3 separate regions of the Sus scrofa genome follow, and regions 2 and 3 are each linked to region 1. A link is a contact called in public HiChIP or PLAC-seq data. All regions are on one chromosome and are shown on one strand. The core of a region is the stretch at or near the end of the contact, and the rest is flanking DNA. Distances in the headings are between cores, read along the strand shown.

Region 1 (3,824 bases), core at 472-2,971:
TGTTTATACATTTAGGGTCACTTCAGACTGTTAACCTGGGAGGCAATGTAAAGCCACAGGACTGGAACAGCTCCCAGAGGTGGGACAGCAGAACTGCTAAGGAGGGTGAGCTCTGAAGTCTGAGCTCAAATGTGTGCTAACTGGGTTAAGTTTGGGTAAGTTACCCTAGGCTACTTCCTGCCAGTATAATTTAAAGTGGGGTGCATGTGGCCAGAATGCAGTGCGACTCCACAAACATCTACTGAGCGCCTACAGTAAGCCAAGTGCTGGCAATACAGCAGGGCCCTGGGCGTCCAGTCTAAGCAGATGCTCGTCAGGGCCGGCTGGTTTCAGGTCCTTCGCGGCACGTGCCACTCCCTGAACCAGGCTTGCGCGCTCGTGTGTCCCCCTCACTAGAAGGTACGCAGCATGAGATCGGGGAACTTGTCCCTCTGGCTCATTCCTCCCCCTCCAGTGCCAAGCTTACGTTACTCAAGGCACTTGAAAAGATGGCACTGGGTAAGTCAGATGAGGTCCCAGACAAGAGACTCCTGGCACTTTCATTTTGGTGGAGAAGACGGGGCGGTAAGACGGAAAATAAAGACAGACGTTACAAGGGGCTCTGGCTTGCCACAAACACGCGTGGCCCCCTGGGCTTCCTCTGGGAAGATAAAAGATCTCGCCGCCCTGCGAGGCCCCCCTCGCTGCACAGACGTGAGCCGCGGGCATGAGGACGGCAGGGCAAGGAAGGCTGGGCCACGTCCCGCCAGAACGTGTGCGGAGGCTCCTGCCACTCTTTTGTTCAACGGGTATTTATTAGGCCCCTAGGACGTGCGGGGCAGGAAGCGGAGACGTGACACGGTCCTGTCCTCATGGAGTTTCCCTTCTAGTGTACCAGCAGGGTAAACAAGCGCGGAAACGGTCCTTCCAGGTCGTGGCAAGAGCCGACCTGCCCACGAACACATGCGACGGGGACCGGCTGCAGGCGTCCTCCCTGGGCAGGTGACAGCTGACCTATGCCCCGAGCAGGCGAAAAACCTTCTCGGCGAAGGCGCCCACACCAGGGCGGAGGCCGCACACTGGACAGGAACAGTTACACTGGCAACTGTGCGAGTGTCTCGAGGGCGAGGCGCAGGGAGGCTGTGGAGGAGCAGGCCCTGGACTCCCGCGCACGGACGCCTGGCGGCCCGGGGGCGCGGGGCGGGCGCGCCGTCGGGGGGGAGCGGGCGGGGGCCGCGGGCCGGGGGCCGACGTCACGGCCGCGCCGCCAGGCCCTCCGGAGCGCGGGAGGGGGTGCGGGGCGGCGGGCCCGGCCCGCGGCCGAAGATGGCGGGCCTCCGGGCTTACCTCGGAATTTGAGCTCGTGCTGCGGCTCGAGGCTCAGGACCTGCTCCACCTTCGCCATGTTCCTCGGCAGCGGGGCACCTCAGGCGGGGAGACCCCTGAGAGGTCACCTGGGGCGAGAAGCGTTAAGGCTGCGCCCCCTTTAAATTTGGAAAAGGGGGGGCCGGCCGGGGCGCGGGCGGGGGTCGCCGACGGGGTGCGCGCGGGGGGCGGCCTACGCGGTGCAGGCGCAGGGGCGGAGGGCGAGGGCGAGGCCGCGGTGCCCGGCGAGCGCACGGCACGCACGCACGCAGCGACGCACGCAGCGACGCACGCACGCACGCACGCACGCACGCAGCAGGCTGGCCTGCTCGGCCCGGGCGCGCGCTCGGGCTGTGGGGAGCTGAGCGCGCGCGGAGCCCCTGCCGGGCAGTGCGCAAGCGCAGCGCTGGCCGTGGGGGCGGGGCTGCCGGGCGGCAGGGGGCGGGGCGCCGCGCAGTCCCGGGGAGGGGCGGGTCCGGGACGCCGGGAGTCTTGGGCCGTCGCGGGGGAGACTATTTACTGAACGTCCTTGGGGGCCTGGCTTTGTGTTAAGTGCTTTACTCAATAATAATAATTAATAAGAATGAACTTCCACTTTCCCTTGTTTGTGCGGTGCCAGGCACTTAGAGACTGAATAATGATGAAAACACTATTTATTCTTATTATAAACATAATGTTTATTGGTGAATGATGTGTGCTAGGCACTGTGACGTATGGTAAACAATAAATATAAATTTAGTAAGGTACCAATTACTGCTTGCTTATTTTGTGCCACTCTGCTGAGCGCTTTGGATAACAGCAGCATCAATTGTATTAAATAAAATCTACTCTACGTGAAATGTTTACTAACAAATACGGTGCTGAATCCTGTGCTACTAAATGCAACAAATATTTAGAAACACCAGAAGCAGAAATGTTGACCTGGTTTCTACCCTCTCCCTAGAGCCGGTAGGAGGGACAACCTGTGAATAAATAACCGCACAAAAAAGTTCATTAAAAATTACTGAGAACCCAGATCTTCTTGGCCTCAAATGTGAACACTCTGCTTCACTATTGACATTTAAATTTTATTCCATTTATAATGTTCACGACATGAAATATGTTATTAATAGTCCCCTTTAATATATATGTATAGACGAAACACAGCAAAGAGCTAATACTGACTCTACATAGCAGGCATATGTGGTTTCTTTGCACTATTCTTCCCATTTTTCAGTACGCTTGGAATTCTTCATAATAAAAGGTTTTTTTAAAGATAATCTTTGTCTTTTAACTAGAGCATTTGGTGCATTTATACTTATTATATTTACGATCTATCTGGATTTATTTCTACCATCTTATTTGCCCCTTCTATTTGCCATGCCTGCTTTTTTTTTTTTTTTTTTCCTCTCCTTTCATGCTCCTTGGGTGCTGATGTTTTTTCTCATTCCGCTTTTCTTCCTCTTTCATACTCTGTTTCTGTTGTTTTAGTGATTACTCTTCACCTTACTACCTGAAAATAAAAGCACTTAGGGGTACTATAATGACCCATATACTAAATAATATGCCTTAATTGTAGTATATTTTCAGTTTAATCTTTTCCTTTTTCACCTCAGTGAGTCATTACTAAATTGCTGTATACAGTCAGTGTTAATTTAGACTCAATCACACTGTTACCAATTTCTTTGCTCATCTTCTTGCTTCTCAGAACTTAAAACTAGGATCACTTTCCTTGTCCCTTAAGTACAACCTTTAAATTCTATTTCAGTGAGGGTTTGTTGGAGCAAATGCCCTTGGTTTTTGTTCACCTGAAAATGACTTTAGGAGTTCCTGTCGTGGTTCAGTGGTTAAGGAATCCGACTAAGAACCATGAGGTTACAGGTTCGATCCCTGGCCTCGCTCAGTGGGTTAAGGATCCCGCATTGCCGTGAGCTGTGGTGTAGGTCAGCAGCTACAGCTCTGATTGGACCCCTAGCCTGGGAACCTCCATCTGCCGTGGGTGAGGCCCTAGAAAAGACAAAAACCAAAAAACAAACTTTATATTTCCCTTGTTTTGAGAGGTATTTTGCCTGGTTTCCTAGAGGGACAATCATTTACTCTCAGCACTGAGAAGATGCCACCACTGATTTCCAGCTCCCACTGTTACTGGCTGAGCTTTCAGATGACAATCTCCTCGTTATTCCTGCAAAAATAATCTGTTTTTTTCCTGTCCTGGGGTTCTACAGTCTTATCACAATATACCTTTTAATTTATTGTCTTAGCCCATTCAGACTGCTCTAACAAAATACCTTATAAAGGGAGTTCCCGTTGTCGTGACTCAGCAGTCACGAACCCGACTAGCTTCCATGAGGACGTGGGTTTGATCCCTGGCCTGGCTCATGAGTTAAGGATCCAGCGTTGCCATGAGCTGTGGTGTAGGTCGCAGGTGAGGCTCAGATCCCACTTGAATGTGGCTGTGGCTGTGGTGTAGGCCGGCAGCTGCAGCTCTGATTGGACCCCTA
Region 2 (3,824 bases), core at 683-3,182, 610 kb after region 1:
GATGCTGTGGCAGACTCATCGTGACCCTCAGAGAGCCAGTGTGGAGGCCCCATGTAGCTTGGGCGGCACAGGGGTCGTGGAGATACACAGGGACAGGGCACAGGAGAAGGGGAAAGGGCCATCCAAACATGTCCAGGTGGACACAGACCAAAGGAAAGCTGACGCTCTGATCAAGCTGGAGTCCCTCAGCCTGACTTGCAAGCCCACCAGGCCCCTGGGTTAAGGCCTAGGTTGGGGCGTCACACTAAGGGGTCAGCAGCACACAAGGAAGCTTGAGGAGGAGAGGCCAAGAGGAATGAGGAGAGGTGGGGGCAGGGCCAGATGGAGTCAGGGTTTTCCTACCATTTGGGACAGGTGAGAGGCCCCCTAACTCAGAGGGACCAGGCAAAGGGGACGCAGGCCCAGATTGGTGAGCGGGCGCCACCTGGTGGCCAGTCTTGGTATGGCGGCTTCCTGTAGCCTGCAGGGGCCCAGCCGGAGCCCCCAGCGGAGGGTGCCTCGACATTTCAACTCCACTCTCCCAATTATTCCGCATTTAAAACTAATATTGTCAATTCACATAGAGATATATGTTTCTCCTGTTTGCTTATTTTAAAAGAGTAAGGGAATTCCTGTCATGGCGCAGAGGAAACGAATCCGACTATTATCCATGAAGACGCAGGTTCGATCCCTGGCCTTGCTCAGTGGGTCAAGGATCTGCTGTTGCTGTGAACTGTGGTGTAGGTTGCAGACATGGCTTGGATCCCTTGTTGCTGTGGCTGTGGCTGTGGCTGGCAGCTGTAGCTCCAATTTGACCCCTTCCATATGCTGTGGCTGCAGCCCAAAAAAAGCAAAAAAAAAAAAAAAAAAAAAAAAAAAAAAGAACAAAAGCCTCACTGTGGTTTTTATTGACTTGTCCAACACTCCGCCTTGGGTTCGAATAAAGTCACCTGGGACCTTCAGCCCCACCTCCTGAGACTGGGATTTTTTTGTTCTGAGGAGGGCCAGGCATTGGGTTTTTTCCCTGCTTGCTTTACAAAGACAGCTTTGAGACAAGCCTCTGGGACCCCTTCCATGGATATACTTGTCCTGAATGCCTCCCTTTGTGGAAATGCTGGGGATGATGTCCCCCTGGGCGCCCCACCCTGGCGCCCCCTCCTTCCCTCTACAGCTGGGACCCCGATCCCAGGGGCTTCTGGGGACGAGTCCCTGACCCTGTGGGCTGCCTCACCTTGAGCAAGTGGCTCAGTTTCCTCTCTGAGAAAAGAGACCAGTATCAGCCCCTACGCCCCGCCGATGAGTCAGAGGCACACGGGATCACAGAGCATGCAGAAGGGACTCAGGAAAGAGGGCTGGCGTTGTGCTTTTCCCCCCCTTTTTTGGTGAAACTGTTAACTTCTTTTATTTTTTATTTAAAAAAATTTTTAAATAGTGATTTTTATTTTCTCTATTATAGTTGGTTTACAGGGTTCTGTCAATTTTCTACTGAACAGCAAACTGACCTAGTCTCGCGCACACGCGCACGCACACACACACACACACACACACGCACATTCTTTTTCTCACATTATCCCCCATCAAGCTCCATCACAAGTGACTAGATATAGTTCCCAGTGCCACACAGCAGGATCTCATTGCTTAGGGCTGCCGTTATGACATATACAAAGGTGAACAGGGCACCCCCCAGGTGTCTTGGTGGGCTTGTGGGGGTCACAGTGGGAGCCCTCGGCCCCAGAGGAAGGTCTGGCCTTGCCCAGCTCAGCAACTCCCCACGGGCATCTAGTTGCAGCCGTAACTCTGTCTTGCTCCGTTCTACTTTCAGTTTTGTTTCTTTCGAATACCACACAGACAAGTTTCATTTTCTTCATGCCCTGAATCTGCTCATTCAGTGACGAGGCCTGTTTCCGGGCACGTGAACAGCTCACATCTGGTGAGTGAAGCTGGAACATCCTCACAGCTGCCAGCAGCCCCAGGCTGGGTCACAAAACGACACTCAGCCTCGGCCGGACCCACCTTCTCAAGGCCATGGAGTCGGAGCAGGCCACTGTCCCCAAGGCTCCCAGGCTCCCAGCGGCTGCTGCCGACGTGGCCGAGACCCCTGCCGACCCAGAGGATGCAGGTACCTTCTAAGGAACAGGGGACATTCCTGGGTGGAACTTGCACTTTGTCCTGGTTCCTTTTCTCGGCCGATCACAGCCCTGATAGCAAAGCAGGAGCGAGAAAGAGGGAGAGAGGCCATTGGGTCTGACTCAGAGCCTCCATCTGCCCCGGGCAGCTTGCAACACGCTTGGTGTGCATGTTGCAAGGACCCCCGGGGCAAGCCTGATGGCCGTTCCGTCTTCCACCTGAGATCCCTGAGGCTCTGCTGGTGAAACAACCCCACTGAGCCTGGGACCCGAGCCCCTGTCCTCACCCTCGGTTTGGAGGAAGAACAGAAGTTTGGACGGGTGGCCCCGGGCTTGTGCCTGGCTGCATCCTGCTTCCTTCTCTCCTGGGATAACTTTGCTTCAGGCAGCGCTGAGTGACAGCCAGTTGTTATTGAGCCATTGCTGTGCTCTAGGCGCCCCCCCCACACAACAAAAGCTCGTGGGCTGTGACCTGAGGGGCTTTTTGTTTCTTCGTTTGTGTTTTGTGATCATGAGCTCATTTAATCCTCACCAGGAGTTCCCCTCGTGGCTCAGTGGTTAATGAATCCGACTAGGAACCAGGAGGTTGAGGGTTCGATCCTGGCCTTGTTCAGTGAGTTAAGGATCCGGTTGCTGTGAGCTGTGGTGTAGTTTGCAGACACGGCTAGGATCCCGCGTTGCTGTGGCTCTGGCGTAGGCCGGCGGCTCCAGCTCCGATTCGACCCCTACCTAGCCTGGAAACTTCTCTATGCCATGGGTGTGGCCCTAGAAAAGGCAACAAAACAAAACAAACAAACAAACAAAAAATCCTTACCGCAATCTTTCATGGAGCCACACGTTTCACTGTTTCCCAGATAGCAGGTGACAGAACTGGGTAGCAGGTGACAGAAGTGGGTCTCAAACCCAGAAAAGAGAGCAAGCCGGGGAGGGCGGCTGACCGGGTGTGGCCCAGGGGCCCCGGCTGTTCCCCAAGGTCCTGTCATACTTCCCGAGGGGACCTGCCGGTACCTGTCAGGGGCACTTCGTGACCAAATTTAACTTCCTCCGCTGCGGGCTTTCCAGGGGTCCCTCGCTTCGTCCATTTCACAGCTTCCGGTTCCCCAGCTGGGAGAGCGAGCCAAGGAGGCCAGCCCAGCCTTCTTGGCATCGGTTCCCCTTTAGGGTCAGGTGACTGGAGGAGGAGCCAGGGGGAGACGCCCACCAGGGGCAGCTTTTCAAGAATCAAGCTCTTTCCAAGGCTGGGCAAAGCCGCAGTGGTTTGGATTGGATCCCAGCTGCGGGGTAGGGCTTGGCATGTGAAGGGGCGGGGGACCCGGGTGTTCTGCTTGCCCGTCACCTGTGCCCAGCAAGGATGCAAACACTCCACCCACAAGGGCAGGCCACAGCGCCCAGCCCAGTATCGGCAAGTGAATTGCCCCTTTCCCCACAATGCTGCCCACTAGGAATCCAGGAAAAGCCCAGAAGGTGTGGGATCAGGTTGCCGAGGCTGGGTCTTTCCTAGGGCTTACCTTGCCTTTGTCTCAGTTCTGTCTTTGTAAGAAGTATTTTGGGGGGGCGGGAGAGGCGTGTCCCCATGGTTCCCAGGCCAGGGGTTGAATCTGACCCACAGCCACAGCCACAGCTACCTCCACAGCAGATCTTTAACCCACTGTTGAGGCCAGGGATCGAACCCGCGTCCCCATGGATACTAGTCGGGTTTGTTACTGCTGAGCCATCAGG
Region 3 (3,824 bases), core at 893-3,392, 580 kb before region 1:
GACAAAGCAGAGCCACCTCTGACACACCCACAGTTGCCCTGCTGCAGTAAACTTCCAGAAGGCGCCTGCGAGGACTCACCTTGAAGGGAGGAATCGGATAGTTGTTGAAAGACAGTAATTTGCTCTGCTGTAAATCACCATCGAAGGCCCCAGTGGTTTAACTTGGTACTCAAATAACGTTTTTGGAGTAAAAATGATCACAAAAGTAATAAAGGACTCCAGCAAAAACACCCTTTTATTGTGTTAACCGGTACTGTACTGGTTTGCCAGAGCTGTGTAACTTAGTAAAGGTGTTGCCTTCCTTGGATCTGTACTCCATGACTTGGTATGCCGCATCGTGGGCTGGTTATATTAACTGAAGAAATCAAGTCACTACCGGAATCTTGCAACACTCGAAACTTAGAAGAACAGCTGTTCACATCTTTTAGCTTTTCACATTTGCCTAACTTATAAATTGCCATGTGTCAAAATCTTGGTTCTGTAATTGCTAAAGCATGATATGTCAGGTTATTTGAATATAATTACCTTTTGAAGTAATTGTGACCACAAAAACATCTTTTTACGTGAAGAGCTGTACATCATTTGAAATTACTCAGATGATGTCTTGATCCGAAGCATAAATCCCAGGGACTTAATGTTTTTAATAATACGGTGTCACTGCCAGTTCGGGGGCGGCATCGAAGAAGAAAGAATAACTGGGTAGAAAAAAAGCGTTGACCTAAACCAACCACTACATGAATCGCTTTGCAGCTTTTATTTATGGGAAATCCTTGCTTTGGATGCCAGAGGGCAGCTGCAATCTGAAAACCAGTCCAATAAATGCATTTTGTTTTGTATCTGGTAGCAGGCAGTTAATTATCAACCACTAAAAAAAGAGTATCTTTGATACCTGGAACAGTTGCATAAAGAGTATTTTTATTAAAAGGTGATTAGCTCTTGCCTTTATTTCCACAGTGCTTAATGTGATAAACTTCTAGTCAGGTTTCCTGTAAAACAAACCAATTAATATATGTACCTAAACCACAAAAACAGTATACCAAACTGTTTAAAAACTAGTGCTTTTCTACTTAAAATATTGTTAGCTTAAGACTTGGGATATTTGTAAAAGCCAGTAAGGTTTTTGGTTATCTTTTGTAACCGGAGATAATTTTTACAATTAAAATCACATTTCAGCTAAACATTGCTGAATACTGATATCATTACATTGCCTGTGTAATTTCTGAAAATTATACTTTTTCTGAAAAAGATGTGATAATACCCTAATGATAAAAAGACTTCTGAACAAAATTTTATCCTGTTTTTTTTTTTAATCTGATCTTAATGATAAAATTCTATAAATTTTCACTTTCCAGTGTAATAGCTTTAGTTAAGTAGCTGGTACTTATGGCTTTTACATGTTAAAATATAAATAACATAAGCATTTGAGAGGGCTAAACTGGAATAAAGTGTTCGTGGATTAGAATTAGACTTACGGATTGTGGGGCATATTATCCTATTTAATATGAAAAATGGATCTTATATGAATTAAGAAAAATCTTGTTAATAAAAACTTATTTTTTAACTATGTTTTTCTTGATTATAGTTTCCTTTTAATAACTGCAGAGAGCAAACGAATTCGCTCAATTGCCTCGGGCTGCAAGCGGCACCGCGCTGGACCGGAGCGGAGGGTTTACGCCCCTTGCTGCCCGGCCTGTCTCTCGGCACCCACCCAGGGTTGTCCAGAACCTCTGCGGCTTGTCATGGGGTCGGCTCGCCTCGGCCGAGGTTCATTTTTTTTAACTGTTAACCCGGGGTGGAGGCGCCCGAGTGCTGTCAAGGTCGGGACGCGGCTCCGAGTCTCGCGCCCCCGGAGCCACGCGGTCTCACATTCCCTCCAGTTCCCTCCCGCTCGGCTGTCGGCACCGCGCCCCGCCGGGGTACTACGGAAGCCCGCGGGGCACACAGGCGGGCCGCCCGCGGAGCCAATAGGCAGCCCGAGCTGGCCGGCCCGCCCGGCGATTGGCACCTGCGGCCCGGGCCGCGCGTCCTCATTGGCTCCCGGCGGGGGCGGGTGGGGGGAATTCTGCGACCCGGCCGCACAGGCCGACCGGGGGCGGGGCGGGGCAAGAGGCGGCGGGATTGGCAGGTCCGGAGCCCCGCCCCTTCCGCTTCTCAGACCTGACCTTCCGGCAGCTGGGCCGCGCGCTCTGAGCCGACATTGACGGGTCCTCGCGATTCGACCCGACGCGCCCACTCTAGCGACATCATGGTGGCCTACTGGCGACAGGCTGGACTCAGGTAGGCCCGGGCCTTGGGAGGCGCGGACAGGTGGGGCGCGGGGAGGCCCAGCGCGGCCTGGGGTCGGAGGTCACGCCGAGCGCGGCGGGGGTGGAGGTCGGGCCGGGCGAGTGCGGCCCCAAGATGGCGGCCTCCGAGAGGGGCGGGGGGCTGGAGCCGGGGTTGGGGGGCCCAGCGGGGAGGGGCGGGCGCAGAGCCCGTGGGCCGGCACCTGCCCGCACCTGCCGCCGCCATGATCGCCTTCGACCGGTGCCATGCCTTCCCGGAGACGGCACTGCCCACGTCCTGGCCTCCGTCCTTACTGGTTGCGCTCAGTTTACACCGTAGAGGTAACACAGTTACATCAAGTTGGAGAACCGAGGAGCGGAGAGACCTCTCTTGGTGTGACTTATGTCACCATACCTGGCCTTTCTTTCCAGCATCCGGGTGAGGCCTTGTACAGTGTCACGCACATCTTCTCGGTTGTCATTAGCCCCTGTTGCTCCCACACTTTTTCGTGGGTACAACGGGCGAGAGCCCCCTCCGAAGCATAAAGAGCACGAGGTGAGCGGCGCCTCCTGGGGAGCTCAGGTGTGGAGCCCATTGGAGGACATGGCTTCTGGCGAAGTGGTGGCACACTGATTCCTTACCCTGGGCACCCACTCGAGCGTCTCACCTGGCTGAGGCTAACGCACCTTGTTACTCGACCAGATTAAGTAGCACCTTCTAGTGGTGACCTTCTGGGAGCATGTGACCCAGGAGTTTCCTGACATTCAAGGTCAAGCCAGATCTAGAATTGGAAGGCTCTGGTCCCAGTCGCAGGTAGTGTTTATCAGGCACCTACGAGGAGACAAGTGCGGGCATCCCTGCTTTCCACGCTTTGCCTCTCCTCCTTCCTCCCACTAGTGGGGCCAAACTTGATCATCCTTCTGTTCTGTTTTGTTCTGTTGACTTGAATAGGTGAACAAATGAGCCAATTTTTTGAACAGCCTGAAGGTCACCAATTAGTAGGAGTGAAAGCAGGAATTAGAATTCCTACCTCTGGCCCAGAAAAACAAATCTGAAACATGAGAAAATAGTCAGCGGCCCCCTCCTCCCCCCCACCTTCCTGTTTTCAAAAAGTGTAAAAAGTGAGCTGACATCTTTTGGAAAATAAGATGTTGATGGGAGTCCATCTACCAAACAGGAAACAGGCTGTTGGATATTTTGCCAGAATTGATGAAGTTCTCTAAGGACTTCTCAGTTTCCTTTAGAAACCATGATTGGAAGGTGTTTTCGGTGGCAGACTTCTGAAACAGAATCCAATATCCTCGGGAAAACCTTTAAGTAATTAATTAGAAGTAGAACTGTTTTAAATCAAAACAGGTTTTTTCCCCTCTTAATTATATATACTTTGCCCTGTAAGAATAATAAAAGAAAGGAATTTTAAGTAGAGGGGGGGCACCTGCTCTTGTCAAAGTAGCCTCTGAAGATTTAGGACTCTTTCCTGTGCCAGAGGATTTTTTTAATACCTGTGCATCTTTTATGTTAATATGTATTAAAGAGAGAAAACAGTTCAAAGGAGAAAA

The links. HiChIP or PLAC-seq counts read pairs in DNA pulled down with a chosen protein or histone mark.
Region 2: a contact with region 1 is called in an H3K27ac HiChIP or PLAC-seq map of alveolar macrophages. The contact joins the promoter of ZBP1 here to the promoter of VAPB in region 1. A contact is called at or near these places in 1 of 5 promoter capture datasets (liver) and 1 of 2 datasets of contacts at active chromatin or transcription factors (alveolar macrophages).
Region 3: a contact with region 1 is called in an H3K27ac HiChIP or PLAC-seq map of alveolar macrophages. The contact joins the promoter of ATP5E here to the promoter of VAPB in region 1. A contact is called at or near these places in 2 of 5 promoter capture datasets (fetal liver and liver) and 1 of 2 datasets of contacts at active chromatin or transcription factors (alveolar macrophages).

The regions. Positions count from the first base shown.
Region 1 is chr17:58,592,646-58,596,469 of Sscrofa11.1, reverse strand. VAPB (VAMP associated protein B and C) reads right to left here and starts at 1,721. Exons shown (of 6, transcript NM_001123213.1): 1 at 1,327-1,721. The coding sequence starts at 1,384.
Region 2 is chr17:57,984,225-57,988,048 of Sscrofa11.1, reverse strand. It overlaps ZBP1 (Z-DNA binding protein 1), which reads left to right and starts at 1,932. Exons shown (of 9, transcript NM_001123216.1): 1 at 1,932-2,098. The coding sequence starts at 2,005.
Region 3 is chr17:59,172,787-59,176,610 of Sscrofa11.1, reverse strand. ATP5E (ATP synthase, H+ transporting, mitochondrial F1 complex, epsilon subunit) reads left to right here and starts at 2,142. Exons shown (of 2, transcript NM_001113448.1): 1 at 2,142-2,277. The coding sequence starts at 2,246. It overlaps PRELID3B (PRELI domain containing 3B), which reads left to right. Exons shown (of 6, transcript NM_001113697.1): 6 at 1-1,568.